Regions from separate parts of the Mus musculus genome. Here region 2 is linked to region 1. The links are chromatin contacts, called in public promoter capture Hi-C maps. All regions are on one chromosome and are shown on one strand. The core of a region is the stretch at or near the end of the contact, and the rest is flanking DNA. Distances in the headings are between cores, read along the strand shown. Region 1 holds the start of Mmp27 (matrix metallopeptidase 27). Region 2 holds the start of Tmem123 (transmembrane protein 123).

Region 1 (7,175 bases), core at 1,526-4,025:
TGGTACATTTACACAAAGTGTTTCTTAATCCCAGGCTTAAAACCACCAGCCCTCTTAAGTTTTCTTTTAGTCTTTAAACTACAGACAACTATAGCCATTGATTGAGTGTGCAGCCTTGTGCTGAGTGTGGAGGTAAAAGCATCACACAGGATTGCAGAGGCTGTAAGGCTGGAACTTTTGAGAACACCTCTGGGGTTCACATAACACACCTTGCACAGTTTTGTGTACACAGTAGACCAGCAGGCACTGTGAAAATTCCCAGCGCTATGTTAATGAGTGCATGGGCAAATGGCAAACAGTGTTCTCAGACCAGGATGTGAGAGCTCTGTAAAAAGACTACCAGAGGATAGCCATTGCTAATGATTGTTAGTCATCCTACTAGTGTGATCTGAGAATACAGAACATTATGTAAGAAACTAGGGAATTTGGATGTGAAAGGCAGATAACTGTACAGTGCTTCTTTCTAGATGATTTTTTTTTTAGATTAATGCAATTTTCTCACAGTGAAAATTAGTCTCACCTTCCCCATCCTTGGCTATCCATGTTTCATCTTCGTCAAAGTGAGTGTCACCACCTAGACCCAGACCAGGAGGAAAGGCATGGCCAAGGACTCCCAGAGGACCATCAAAGTGACGAGGACACCAGCCATGGACTGAAAGACAGTTGATGGGGAGATAGGTCAGCTCCCTGTGATCCTCGAAGAAGTCACTCCCCTCACTGCAAGCCTTACCTCCTGTCCTGAATGCTATCATTATATCTGCAACCCCCTTGGATATCCTGGTAAACGTCAGTGGAGTGACCTTGCTCCAAACTTGTAGAGCTTTCTGAATAGCCTCATCCACATCAGCTGGTGTCATATCAGGAGTATAGTTCATTATTCTGAAAAATAGGCAACATTATAGGAGCTGTGGATATGGTAGTTTACCAGTCCTGGCTGTAGTGACTTGTAACATTGTGCTGTGCTCCAGCTTTATTTAAATGAGACAGCTTTATATAACCTAACTTGGAGTTTCCTTTCTCATGCTGCCATAACACACTTTGGCCAAATGCAACTTAGAGGAGGAAAGCGTTTGTTTGATTTACAGTTCCTGGCCACAGTTCATTACTGAGGGGTTTGGGCAGGAATCCAAAGCATGATGGAAGAACACAGCTTGTTGGTTCACTCTCAGGTTTATGCCTAGCTAGTTTTCACCTATGTGTGCACCCTTGAATGTTTGTATGTGTGCTACATGTACGTAGGGACCTGCAGAAGTCAAAAGAGGGCATGCAATCCCTTTGAACTGGAGTGCCACATGATTGTGAGCTGTCATGTGAGTACTGGGAATCAAACTTGATTTGCAAGAGTCTACAAGCTCTTTACTGATGAGTCATTTCCTTAACCTCTTAGCTAACTTTTTTTTTTTTTTTTTTTTTTTTTTTACTTTTTTCATTAAATCTCTTGTAGTTCCTTATCCTTAAATAGCCAAGTACACAGGGTATACATTGTTATACTGGGACCCATCTAAGATTTGAGATTTGATAGCTCTAAAACACACACACACACACACACACACACACACACACACACACACACACCCTCAACCACCCCTCTACATGAGCACATGCGTGGATGCACGAATGAACGTGTTCCTCCTCCCCCACACTCACACCCTTCCCTTCTTTCTGCACACCTCACCATGCCTCCAGGGCATTGTAGCAGATGGTGGTGCTGCCTATTCTGAGCTCACAGGGGAGAAGGGAGCCTAGAGATTGGAACCTATCTGCCTGAGCCAACTCTGTAGCACTAGCTACAGGCGATAGCCTTTCGATTTAGTTTCCGTGTGGTTGTCATACTGCCCACAGCATAGGTCTAATGAGGGGATGAGATACATAGAACCCACAAAGTGGCATGCACTTTCGAAAGTGTCAGTTAGATAAGCCATCACTGTGGTTGCTTCTTGGAGATTACTTATTTGGGTTAGTTAACCAAAGTTGGTAGAAACATTACCTGTATGTAAGGCTGTATTTTCTCCACCCAGGGAGTGTGTAGCCATATTGCCCCACATCTGGTACCCCACACCTGGGCACTTTCATGATCGCAAGTGTGTCTGAATCCAGTTTTCCAGTCACTGTCAATCCGAAAAATGCCTGCATTTCCCGAAGTTTTCCATCAAAGAGACTCCTGTTCTTGCTTTGGACAAAATGACTCCCTTCTATTTCAAGAGAGTAGAACTGGTTGAGATATGCCTGTCAGGAAAGATGTAAAGGACACAGACTACAGGAGAGCAAAGGTTTATGAGTGACTAGAATTAGCCAAATCACACACCCATACAACTAAGGGCAGCCACTTGGCTTATATTCTTACTGTTCCTTTCATCTTATGCTCTTGAAATTCTAGGAGACATCAGAGATGATGCTCTATTTTGCAAACTTATGCAATTTAACCTTAGAGTTAGACACATGGAAAGGACCTCATTCTTCTGAGATACTCTGAGACTCTGCAGGAATGTGCTGTCTTGGAAAGTCCCGAGAGAAGCTATAAAAGGCACATTTTATTGCTTGTTGCTTTTAGCATTCATTGAAATCCTACCTGGGCCAGTTGGTTGTTCTCCTCATTTTTGTCCTTCCTGTCTGGAGGAAATGCAGCGGAAAGTGTTATAAAATTAACCATCAGAGACAGAAGGCACTTCATTCCTGTCTCTTCAGTTAAAGCTTGTTTCTGTTTGTATGGCATTTAGAAAGTTGACAGTGAGACGTGGCATGAAGTAATCACTTAATTAATAACAGCAAAGCACATTGCCATGAAGTGTCTCATGACTTCGTTTTCCCCTTAGATAAACTTGAATTTTGCAACCACAGTTGGTGATTGCTTATCTAGCACATTGCTCACTTTTGAGCGCTGACAATAGCAAGGCCCCCAAGTTAGTCTTCTGGTCTCAAAACTGGTAGTTTTACTGGTAGTTTTGGTAGGTTGTTATGAATTTTGAAATAATTTACTTTGGCAGAAAACACTAGCATATCTTGGTAGTGTGATTGGAAGAGACAATGGAGTCGGATATTAGTTTAAGTACTGTGCTATGGTGCCTGGCTTCTATATGAGTTCTGCCTACTGAGCCACTTCCCAGCCTCTGTGTCTTTAATTGTTAGGAGTACTGGCTAGTTAAATATGAGTAATTGTTTGTTATTATTATTTATTTTAGTATTATATTTGAATGTTTTTTGTAATGTCTTTTTTATGGTAATGGTGTTAAACATTCTTTTTAAAAATTTATTTGTTTTTTATATCCTAACCAGTTTCTCATCCCTCCACTCCTCCAGTCCTCCCCCAACTTCTTTTTTCTCCTCCACATGTTAAACATTCTTATAGCAACTGTTTGCTTTTTTCTACCAGAATTGTCTCTGGTTTCTCAGAGTTTCTTGTTGGATGTCTGTTTATCACATTGCCAACTTTCAAATGTTTGTTAACTATGTTGTGCAATCTGCTTGGAACTTCTGGGACAGAAAGTTATCTGAGAAGCTGTTAGTACCCAAGGATGGGTGTGGGGAGTTGGAGACCTTTCTTACAGGAGGCAGGGTGTATTCCAGGCTTCTATGGTATGTGATGAGATTTAATTGAACACAATAGGAAAATGCACAATAGCAGATAGTTAATAAAACTCAAAGTGATATTTTGTTTGTGTAAGAGCAGCCGAGGTTTGGTCTGTGGCGTCTAGAGTGAATCACCTCTCTACATCAGGGGCTGTGTGGTTTCTCAAAAGATGGCTATTGAACCTACATTGCAGGTAGCATAAAACAAGGAAGGAAGAGAAATAAAGTTCTTAATATTCTTTGAGGAACCCCACCTGTCTTAGTCAGGGTTTCTATTCCTGCACAAACATCATGACCAAGAAGCAAGTTGGGGAGGAAAGGATTTATTCAGCTTACTCTTCCACATTGCTGTTCATCACTGAAGGAAGTTAGGACTGGAACTCAAGCAGGTCAGAAAGCAGGAGCTGATGCAGAGGCCATGGAGGGATGTTCTTTACTGGCTTGCTTCCCCTGGCTTGCTCAGCCTCCTCTCTTATAGAACCAAGACTACCAGCCCAGAGATGGTCCCACCCACAAGGGGGACCTTTCCCCTTGATCACTAATTGAGAAAATGCCTTACAGTTGGATCTCATGGAGGCATTTCCCCAACTGAAGCTCCTTTCTCTGTTATAACTCCAGCTGTGTCAAGTTGACACAAAACTAGCCAGTACACCACTCAATAGTTAGCTACAAATTTTGGGTGAGAATTAGGTACATGCCGTACCTGTCTGTACGTAAAACTGTAAAGTCTTGGTTGTGCAATAACACTGAAACTGGATTGCAAAAGCAGTAGAGAATGTTGGGGCAGCCACACTGAAGCTCCTGCAGGGTCAGCATCTGTATACCTGCTTTTCCCAGATGGCTAAGTTTCTCCAGAGCAGACCCCCCCCCCCCCCCCCGAGGTTCTTACATACCACCTTCTAGATACAAATCTGGTAGAAGATATCGCTGACAGCACATCTCTGATTTATGCAACTTGCCTTCTTGTGAGAAACTATGAATGTTTCTGTGTTTGGCATGGCACAGAGTTATAGTTTAGAAGTTTAGTAATTAAACACCCCAGAATAATTCTCTCCCATTAGGGCCTGAGAAATGGCAAAGAATTTTCCCAACTCCAGTATAAAGTGTCCTGTGGGATTCTTAGTAGGTGGATGCACAGCCAGATCCCCATAGCAAAAACCTTGGTGACACTCGCTGAGCTCCCCCCCCCCCTCTTTTCCTTCTCCCTGCAAAGAGTGGACCTGGAATCATGCTGCCCTTTCAAAATAATTGCATCAGGGTCTTTGCACAGGGTTTACTTTTGAATAAGCTAAAAACAAGTGCAGAGAAACCTTGTCCTTTGAAATCTAAGTTTAGCTTTTTGTATCTCTGTGCTCACATAAATACGATGCCTAAAAAAATGCCCGTGACTCCGAAGTATGGCCAACAAAATAGCAGGAACTAAACTCTCATCTCAAACATTTGGGTCAGCAAACTCACATGAGCAGCTCACAGAAGTATCTTGCATTTATATCTGTAAAAACTGTCCTATCAGGAAGTTCCAGGAATATGGCATTTGAAGTTGATTGGCTGTGCCTACTGGTTTGACATTGAAGGAGAGATCAGGGAGGGCAGCTAGGAGGTGGCCTCTCCTGTTGCTGTTCTGGGAAGTGCCTCATGGTCACCAAGCAGGCCTTTGATTTGACTTTGTGTTGATTTATTTTCTTTTTTTTAAAGATTATTAATTATTTTATTTATTTACGTCTCAAATGTCGCCCCCTCCCTGTCTCCCTTCCCTTGCCTCTGAGAGGGTGTCCCCCACCCAGGTATCTCCCTGCTACCCTGAGGCATCAAGTCTCTACAGGATTAGGCTCCTTCTCTTCCACTGAGGCCAGACAAGGCAGCCCTTTGCTACATAAGTACCTGGGGAGAGGTATCAATCCATTCTAAATGAACTTGATGGTGGTATTTTTGTTTTTGTTTTGTTACTATTATGTTTTGTTTTTGTTTTTTAAAATCCCTCTCCCAGGAATTGAATCCAGGACCTCACACATGCTAGTTAGGCACTCCTCTTCGCAGCAACACCACATAGTGGTCTTAAGGGTTGATGTACTATGTCAGCTTCCTATTGCTTCTTTAACAAACAATACACATTCAATAGAGCAGAATAACAACTTTATTTTTTCACAAAAGCCAGAAAACCCATATCAACAAGTGCCTCAATTCTGGAATGTGCTTGAGAAAGGAATGGTCCTTTTTTTTAAACCCCTCCTACCTGCCTCTGCCTGGGAACTTATTGGCAAATAGATTTATAGATACAGCCCTCCAGTGTCTGGTTCTCTTTGCTTGGTCTCTTCTATCATGTGCCCATACCTCTGCTGATTCTTCCCAAATCTCCTCAGAATAAAACATGTTAGGAAAAAACTTTAATCTCTGAGTGACATCCACACCTCTCACTCCGTTTTATAAGAACATATGTATGCACTTATGGCTCATCCTAACCCTGTTTAAGGCTGTCTTGTCATTTACACATAATTCATTATATCTTCAAAGACTCTGGTTAACAGCTAGATAAACAGCTGGGGTTAAGATTTCAATGTTTTTTTTTTTTTTTTTTCTGGCATGCAGAGGGGCATGATTCAACACACATTACATATTTTTCATATTTTTCCAACGGAGGAAATAACAGCACTTTTTTTCTGTACAGATAAGGGGATAATATCTATGTGTTTATAATCTTCATTTGTAATGAAAATCCAATGCTAGATTCCCTGTTTGAAGAGATTTAGGAACATTTGAAGCTAGATAAGCAAGTAATAAAACAAAAGGTTTTAGAAGGCAGAAGAGCAGATAATGAAATAGTGAAGAGTAAGGTAGTAAACGGCTTGCTCTCTTTGTGATGCATTCACGAACCAGGGACGGAATATGCAGAAGGAGTTAGCCATGGCTGGGAATGCCAGATTACAAACGCTGGTTCTTCGAAGAGGGCTGCAGAGTTAGTTACCACTGAGGAAAGTCTGGGCAGGACACGTGGGATGAGTATACAGACTGAGCTTCCCTTTTTGTCCTCATAGGGTGCGTGCAAGGACATTTGACATTGCTCAACTCTATGAACAGTTAAGCCATAAATTGCTTCTTGCAACTCTAGTGACTCTGTGACTGACAAAATTAAATGCAAAATATTGTGGTCCACTGAAGAAGAGGAAGAAGGCTGTAAGAAAGAGACACATGTCCAAGTTAGGTTATAGATCTCAGCTCTCACTGAATTCTCACCAAATAAACCAAACAGGATATAGAAATGCAAATGTGTTACTTTAAGATTTTAACAGTGCTGTTAACTTCCCCCACTTACAGTCCTGCAGGAAAACTGCATCGACTCTACAGTTTACTCCTGGGAACATGCTTGGTATGCTTTTGGGGTAACCTGGGTCCATGGATCTTCTTTGATTGTCATATCTAACGAGAACAAAATATCACATGATTTAAAAACAATCTACACAATGACAGTTTTATTCTAATTTGTATAAGTCATAAAGTACTCTCTTACACATGTCCACACTAAGTCTTCACTGTGTCCCATTGGCTGAGATTAGGAACCTTAACGTCTCTACCTAAGGGTATTTTGTTTAGAAAACAGAGGAATGCCATTG
Region 2 (7,175 bases), core at 1,955-4,454, 190 kb before region 1:
CTGTTGATATCAGGCTGAGTCCTACTCTGAGATACTCCTTGTGTAAAGAGGCACAAAGGTGTTGTTTCTAACGTAACTCACTCCCAACAATCCCCTTCACTCAAAACAAACCGAAGAAACCTTTAAAATGCAAAGAAAAGCCAGCAATAATAACTGAAATCTTTAGCAACTGTTCAATCTATTTCTCATGTATCTTCCTCCGGATGGGATAATCATTCAGTGTGAGACAGAACTCAGAAAGGTCGGATCAATGCAGATGTATTTGGCAGGTATCAAGTTGGGGCCAACAATATAAAGTGCTTATAGACAGAAGTTTCCTTCATCTTAGCCTCCTGGTAATTTTATGACAGGAGCATCGTTTTGCAGTGACAGGAACTGAGGCCCAGAAAAAAACTATTCAACTCTTTAGTGAGTCTGGATGTGGATCAGGTGGATTATCTGCAAAGCCAGCATAGATCTATGTTCTTCCTCCCATATCGTCCTGCTGTTGCATCATCAGCTGCTCCTTCCTCAACCAAGTCATCGTGAGTCCTCCCTCTTCTGGCATCAAGGTGAACAAGCTATTAACAAGCAATGTGTCCCACTGCTACAATACTCAGCACATCTCTATAGCATGGTCAACCTGTGTCTGGACTCAGTTACTGTCACTCCCAAGACAGCATTTCTGGGCAAAATATTTGAATGTTTGAACAGACATTGCCACACTTTCAGTTACAAGTTAAAGTTTTGTAACTTTAGTTACAAGTTAATGAAAAATTATTTCATTCTCCTAAGGTTGTTGAAAATGAATTTGTTATTTGCCATCAAAAAATACTAACAGCCTCCCAAATGCTAGGACTAATGGTATGTGCCGCCACACCTGGAATCATTATTATTAATAATATATTTATTTTATTATCTTGGTGTTTTGAGACAGAGGTTTTTTTATACAGCCCCAGCTATTCTGGTACTATGTAGACCAAGCTGGCCTGAAACTCATAGAGATCAACATGCATTGTCTCTGGAATGCTGGGATTAATGTATGCCACCATGTCAAGCAGAATAGTATTTTAAAAAGCCAAAAGTTCAATGGCATTATTTCCTCTTTTCTACAATACCCTGGACAGCAGGTGTGGCATGATGATGAAATGGTTGAGATTGGATTCTGCTCTGAAGTCAAAGGTGTAATACTTGTTTTACTTTAAATAAGTTAGCTTACTGCATGAAGTCTAGGATTTCTCAGCTATGAAAAGGAGATGGCTGGTAAGGTTTCTAAGGGTGATTTACAAACCTCAATTTAGCATAGTGGTGGTGGTGCGGAACAATGGCAGAAAATGAACCTGGAATATTAGCTATGTTTCAGAACACTGTTAAAAATCACCATGTATTGTAATGCCAATTGGACTAATTACATGCTGTACATAAAGACTACAAATATTAGTTATTTGGTTTTTTTGGCTTGCTGTTAAAATCTTTAGATATTGTCTCCTTTAAGTAGCCCTGGCTGGCCTTAAAAAGTGCCTCAGATTAGCCAGAGGCCTGGTCCTGACACTCCCTTAACAACACCTTCTTTTAGCACAGTTTGAAGGTATCTCTATAGAACTGAATTGGTTCTATTAGTTCATGAAATCATGGCATCAGAGCATTTCAGGTTTTCCAAATAGCACTAACCTCTCTAGTGAGACACTCACAATCAGAGCATAGTGAGAAAGTCCAACAGCAACAACAACAAAAATGTTTTGAGGGCAAAAGATAGAAAAGGGCACTCCACTTCAATCAGTAATTCGTGAGAGGAAAAAAATCTGTACACACAAGGCAAGCAGCTGGGTAGGATAAAGGCCTCCTCCCATAAGCAGTCTAATATTTGCTCTAAGACAGAGTCTCAACATTCTTTCCTTAACTGATCTCAGAAGTAGTCCTGCAATTCCAGTTTGTCACTGGTACAAGTCAAAAGAGCAAACATAAAACATAACCAATCGAAGTGAAGAAGCCCTGTAATCCCCGAAGTAGAGTTAGGCATATCAGAAGTTCAAGGTTATCTTCAGCCACATAGGGAGTTCAAAGCCAGTTAGGGCTTCATGGATACAAGAGATCCTGACTCTACAAAACACAGTGAAATTCAGCACAACAGAAATAGGGTTGTTTAATTCACCCAGATTATTCCAGCCAAAGCAGGTGTTGGGCCTAAATCATCTGCTTAAGTAAACTCACTGGTTATCCCTTCATAGATGAGACTGAAAAACACAACAGATGACTGAGCTGAAAATCACAAAGACTTTGGTCATTTAAAGTTTCTTATCCTAGTTTACTATTTCCCTAGCGACTGGACTCTAGTAGATGACAAGGGACAATAGAATTTTCACAAACTCAGAGTTCTTCTCAAAGTGTTCAAAACGTCAAGGTTTCGAAGAGAAACAAAATCCCCAACACAGAAGGCTGTCAACATCATCTTGTTATGACCTTAATGATGACGTCGTAGGCTCTGGACCACAGGGACCTCAAGGCTGCTGCGTATGCAGCAGTAGTGACTACAGTCCGAGCACAAGCCTCATCTGCGCAGGGGAACAAGGCGCGTACACCCAAGGTTCCCACTCAGCCGAACTGGCCCTGGAATCCAACTTGAATTCTGGGAGTACCTTCAGCAGGAAGCTGTGTGGGTAGACAATCAGACCTGTTTTTGCGGCAGTTAGCGAACAAATTTCAATCTACAGGTCTTGCTACCAGCCACAGAACTACAGTGAAGAGGACCAACTTGAGTCTTCGGCTGAAGGGCCATCCCAGGGAAACTCAGCAAGTTCTGCACACCACGCCGGCTTGCCGTCCCCAAGCAGGGGAGAGACGGAGTCTCGCTCCGCAGGTGGCCCGCGGGCGAAGAGGGAAATGAGGTTGGGGTGGGAGTCTACCGTGGACGCGTGGAACTTTCCACGCGGACGCCGAACATGGAGAGGCAGGCCGCCGCAGTGCGCTTCCTCTGCGCCTGCCAACTTACCCTGAGCGTCGGTCGGGTCCTGCGCCGCCCCTAGCAGCGCCAGCACCTGCAGCACGCCCAGCAGCAGCGCGGCCCGCGCGCACAGCGCCATTGTTCCCAGGGCCCCTGAGCGCCCGCAGCAACCGCCCGGCGCCCAGAGCTGCTCTCCGCGCACGCGACCGCTCCGCGTCCCCTTCCGCCCTTACCGCTCCCCTGCAGACGCCGCCGCCAGTCCCCCCAGTGACCAAATAGGGATAGGCCAGGCGGCCTGGGGCGGGGCCAGGGCGTGGTCGGCAAAGTCAGGAGGGGCGTGGCCCACAGGAGGCAGGGCGGGGAAGAGCTGCAGGGCCAAGAGAGGGAGTGGCTCTGAGAAAAGAGGAGAGCCGGGAGAGGGCGTGGCTTACAGAGGCGGGGCAAGGGGGACAGGCCTCAGACGGGAGGGGCGTGGCTCTCTGAACAGTACTGAGGAGCGGATAAGAGGCGGGGCTCTCGGAGGCGGATGAGGTCGTGGTTTTGGGAGTGGCGTGGTCCGGACTAAGTGCTACGACAGCTGTGGCTCTATCTCTGACTTTCAAGGGGTAGTCGTCTACCAGGACTTCCTGAAGACAGGCTTTATTTAGAAGTTTTCGGGTGGGATTGGCATGGTTGCGGCGCGGAGTAAGAGAGGGAGTCACAGACTGGATGATTGCAGCCTCTCAGAGGAGTGAAGGAAAGTCAGACTCAAAAAAGTTTCAAAGTAACCGTCATGATCTTGGTACTCCACTTGTGCCTCCTTTTTTCTACAACTGGAAAAACATGTAGAGTGGGCGGTGCAGTTTGCAGACCAGTTGGAAACTTAGCACCTATAACCTAGATCCCTGTCTTCTAGAGTTCGCTGTCCCGACTCAAAAACAGCCTGTTGTAGTCTAGTTTTTTGGCAAAATCCCTCGTAAGCCCTAGGGCCAATGCTGCATTTTGATTCCACTCAGAATTCTAAAATTATGTGTCTAGTACACATCACTCAACTAACGTGGAAGATGGACACAGCTTCCACAGGGTATTGCAGCTCTCTAACACCTGATCCAGGGCATTTCAAAGATAAGCCTAAAACTTTGTTATGAAAAATACTTTTCGACTTCCACAAAGCTTCTTTGTTATAGATGTGTGATGATCATGGATTAATTAGGCCCGTTTTCTCTACATTTACAAGACATATGAAACTGCAACCAGCCAACCTGAAAATACCAGCATCTACCACGGGCTTTAAAAAACAGCTGTGTGTTTAGGATTTGATGGTTCTATTTCTGAAGAATCTAGCCAAGTGCTTCCAGGCATGGACTAGGAAGGATCATTCTGTATTCAGAATGAATGCTTGCCCTGACTCCAGTTTTTGGAACCCAGTGCTCAGTGTGGTGATTTAAAGAGGCGGGGTATTGGAGAAGCGACTGAGCTAGAAGAACAGGGATCTCAACAGTGAAATAAGTGCCTCATGAAAGTGGCCTGAGACCAGGGGCCTTCAACAGACACCAGGTCAGTTGCTGGCATTACCTTTGACTTCCCAAGAAGAAATGTTTCAAGAATACTGATGTAATCTAACCTTACATGTTTACACAGTTCCCTAGCTGGTGTAGTAGCGAAAAACTGTAATTCCAGTACTTAGGAGACAGAGGCAGGAGGATTGCTGAAAATTCAAGGCTAATCTGAGCTATATAGCGAGTTCCAAGATGAGCTCATCCATAGTAAGACCCTGTCTCAACCAAACCGGTCAGGAATGGAGGCACAGTCCCTTAACTCTATCACTTGGGCGGCTGAAGGAGGATTGGAATTCGTGGTCATCTTTAGCTTTATAGCAAGTTTGAGGACAGCCTGAACTATATCAGACCCTAACTCAATAAACCAACCAGTCGATAAAACAAGCAAACATGTCCAAAATGAACAAAATAAAGCATGAAACTTCTCCTTGCTGGAATTTCTATGACTATTCGCAGTGTACAATTGTAGCCTCCCCCAGCCTGAAGCTGGCTGGTACAAACCTTGTCGCCACTGAGGTGGGGCCACCTGCGGTGCATCTTTCCGACTTGGCTTCTTTTGAAGTGACAACTGCCCTGCTCTTCTGCTACCTGCTGAGAGGCTGAACCTGTCTTCCTGAGAGATTCCTGAATAAGCAACAGCCTGGCGACAAAGTGCTGACTGAACGGCTCCAGGCACCAAGAGTGAACTGGCAGGGCCTTCCCCCTTATATGCACAGTCTCTTAGTAAACTCGCGGGCCTTGAACAGAAACGTGTCTTGGTCTCCATTAATTTCTCTCACAGTATAAGTCTCTTTCAGCCCCAGCCTGCCTCCCAGGTGTGCCCGGTTCATGTAGGCCCCGGGCCGGCTTACAACAGATTGGCGTCCGAACCAGGGACATGGGAGTGGCGGGGAAACACTGAGGGAATCGCTGTCTTGTGTGGAGCTCCACGAGAAGGAAAGAATCAGAAGATCATATCAGGCACGGTGAGCAACAGGTATTTATGCTAGCGCTGGTTTTAAACTTCATTTTTTAAAGTGTTGCTGGAGGTGCGACAGGTTACGGGCTAAGTTTGGAACAGTGCTGACCTGGTGCTGGGTCCACTTATGGTTCGGCAGCGAAGGACTAGAAACTACAAAACAGGCGGTTGTCCACAGCTTTCAAAAGCTGCTTCAGGCGAGAGGAATAGGGTTTAAAATAATAAAACAGGCGGTTGTCTGCAGTCGAGAACTGCATCAAGCTAGAGGAATAGGGTTTAAGATAATAAAATAAAATAAAGGAAAATTAATTTTGAAATTCTTCCAGAGACAGAGAGAAAATCGGGGGACGCCCTGCTTTTTTCTCTCCGGCCCCTGCGGCAGAAGTTCTCTGCCCTCTTTGTGTTATCTAATGTCTGGTGCACCAAATCTGTTTACGTGTCAATTCATGTGTGTTTTGTTTCGTTGTCTGAATGACAATGTTCTGTGTTTCATGTTGGAAAATAAAAATGATTAAGACTTTATCTGCTCGTTCAGCAAAGCCCAAGAGTGGCTCACACTTTAGCCAAGAATCAAGCAGAGCAGGGGAGCCACTGCTGGAAAAACTGCTTTTAAAGAAAGGGAGTCTGCAGCTTCTTAGTTTTAAGGCAAAAAAGCTGATAGTTGGTTTTTTCCTAGAAAATTCTCTGCAATCGTGATTATTGTGTTTAGCAAATGACAAATGCTTTTTTATAACTATAGCTATAAACAATAAAATTCTTTGATTGGTCTAAATTTATAAGACTCGTGTAGCCGCTGCATTTGGTTTTTTACTGTTCTTAAAGTTGTAACATTGGTAGCAAGACAGCTTTAAATTGGTAACTCAGGTTTGGAGTCTTTCAAACCCGTGGCATAAAGCAGGCCAAAAAACTAGGCCTCTAAGGGATACTTCTAGTTGAGATAATATTTAGTGTGATTCTTATCCTAAAAGGTAGACTTAAAGATAAGATTTAAAACCAAGTCTCTTTAATGAAGCATTAAAATTTGCACTGTCATGCACTCATAGGTATAAATTGGCAGCCAAACTTTGTAACATGATAGTAATGCTTCTAATATTGATTTTAAAGATGATAAATTGTTTTAAAATTGGGTTTTGCTTTCCCAAGGTTGTAGATATTATCCTAGCATTGCAAAAGAAACTTGAAAATTATGGTTAAAACTGCCAGTGTTCCATTGTCTGCAGCTTGCAGTTTGAAAATTTAAGATTTTCTACTCACCCATATATTGTTAATTAAGATTATTACAACAGTAATCATCTTATGAGGGCACTAATACAGCTCTCTGTGGCCATACAGCCATACAAAGCTCAGAGCAGCCTCAGCAAGGCTTATGTGACTTTCTTTTGTTTTGCAAACGGTGTGCCTAAGGAAGTTCTTGAAACTTGCCTCTCCTGCCTCCAGGGGAATTTTCTTTTAGCTAAAAGAACACTGTTGCAGATCTACCCAGATGTTTTTCTAAAAAAAGTTCAAAGTCAAAGTTTATAAAAGGTCAATCAGGCTGTAGAACTTATAAAGGCATTACAATCTGGCTTGCCTACTTCATGTAAAGTTATTATAGGTTTAAAGGTTTGTTTTTTCTTTTGCATCTTGATAATTGTAAAGGTTTTGCTTCTAGTGAACTGGTAATCACTGGAAAATTTTGCCTCTAGGTATGGCTAATATAGCTTTACATTATGTAAGAAAAATTTTATTGTCTCTGCTTCAATACAAGAAGCTAAGAGTT

What was found. Promoter capture Hi-C pulls out the DNA fragments that hold promoters and counts their contacts.
Region 2: a contact with region 1 is called in a promoter capture Hi-C map of neutrophils. The contact joins the promoter of Tmem123 here to the promoter of Mmp27 in region 1. A contact is called at or near these places in 2 of 39 promoter capture datasets (the C10 cell line and neutrophils), 2 of 484 Hi-C or Micro-C datasets (nephron progenitors and neutrophils), 2 of 115 datasets of contacts at active chromatin or transcription factors (bone marrow-derived macrophages and memory CD8 T cells) and 2 of 9 other capture datasets (liver and macrophages).

The regions. Positions count from the first base shown.
Region 1 is chr9:7,566,996-7,574,170 of GRCm38.p6, reverse strand. It overlaps Mmp27 (matrix metallopeptidase 27), which reads right to left and starts at 2,775. Exons shown (of 10, transcript NM_001310717.1): 1 at 2,570-2,775; 2 at 1,988-2,226; 3 at 731-879; 4 at 521-652. The coding sequence starts at 2,713. All of the region lies in intron 2 of Gm31751 (a long non-coding RNA gene), which reads left to right. It overlaps Mmp8 (matrix metallopeptidase 8), which reads right to left. Exons shown (of 10, transcript NM_008611.4): 9 at 6,878-6,981; 10 at 5,685-6,736. The coding sequence ends at 6,633.
Region 2 is chr9:7,760,106-7,767,280 of GRCm38.p6, reverse strand. Tmem123 (transmembrane protein 123) reads right to left here and starts at 3,204. Exons shown (of 5, transcript NM_133739.2): 1 at 2,969-3,204. The coding sequence starts at 3,059.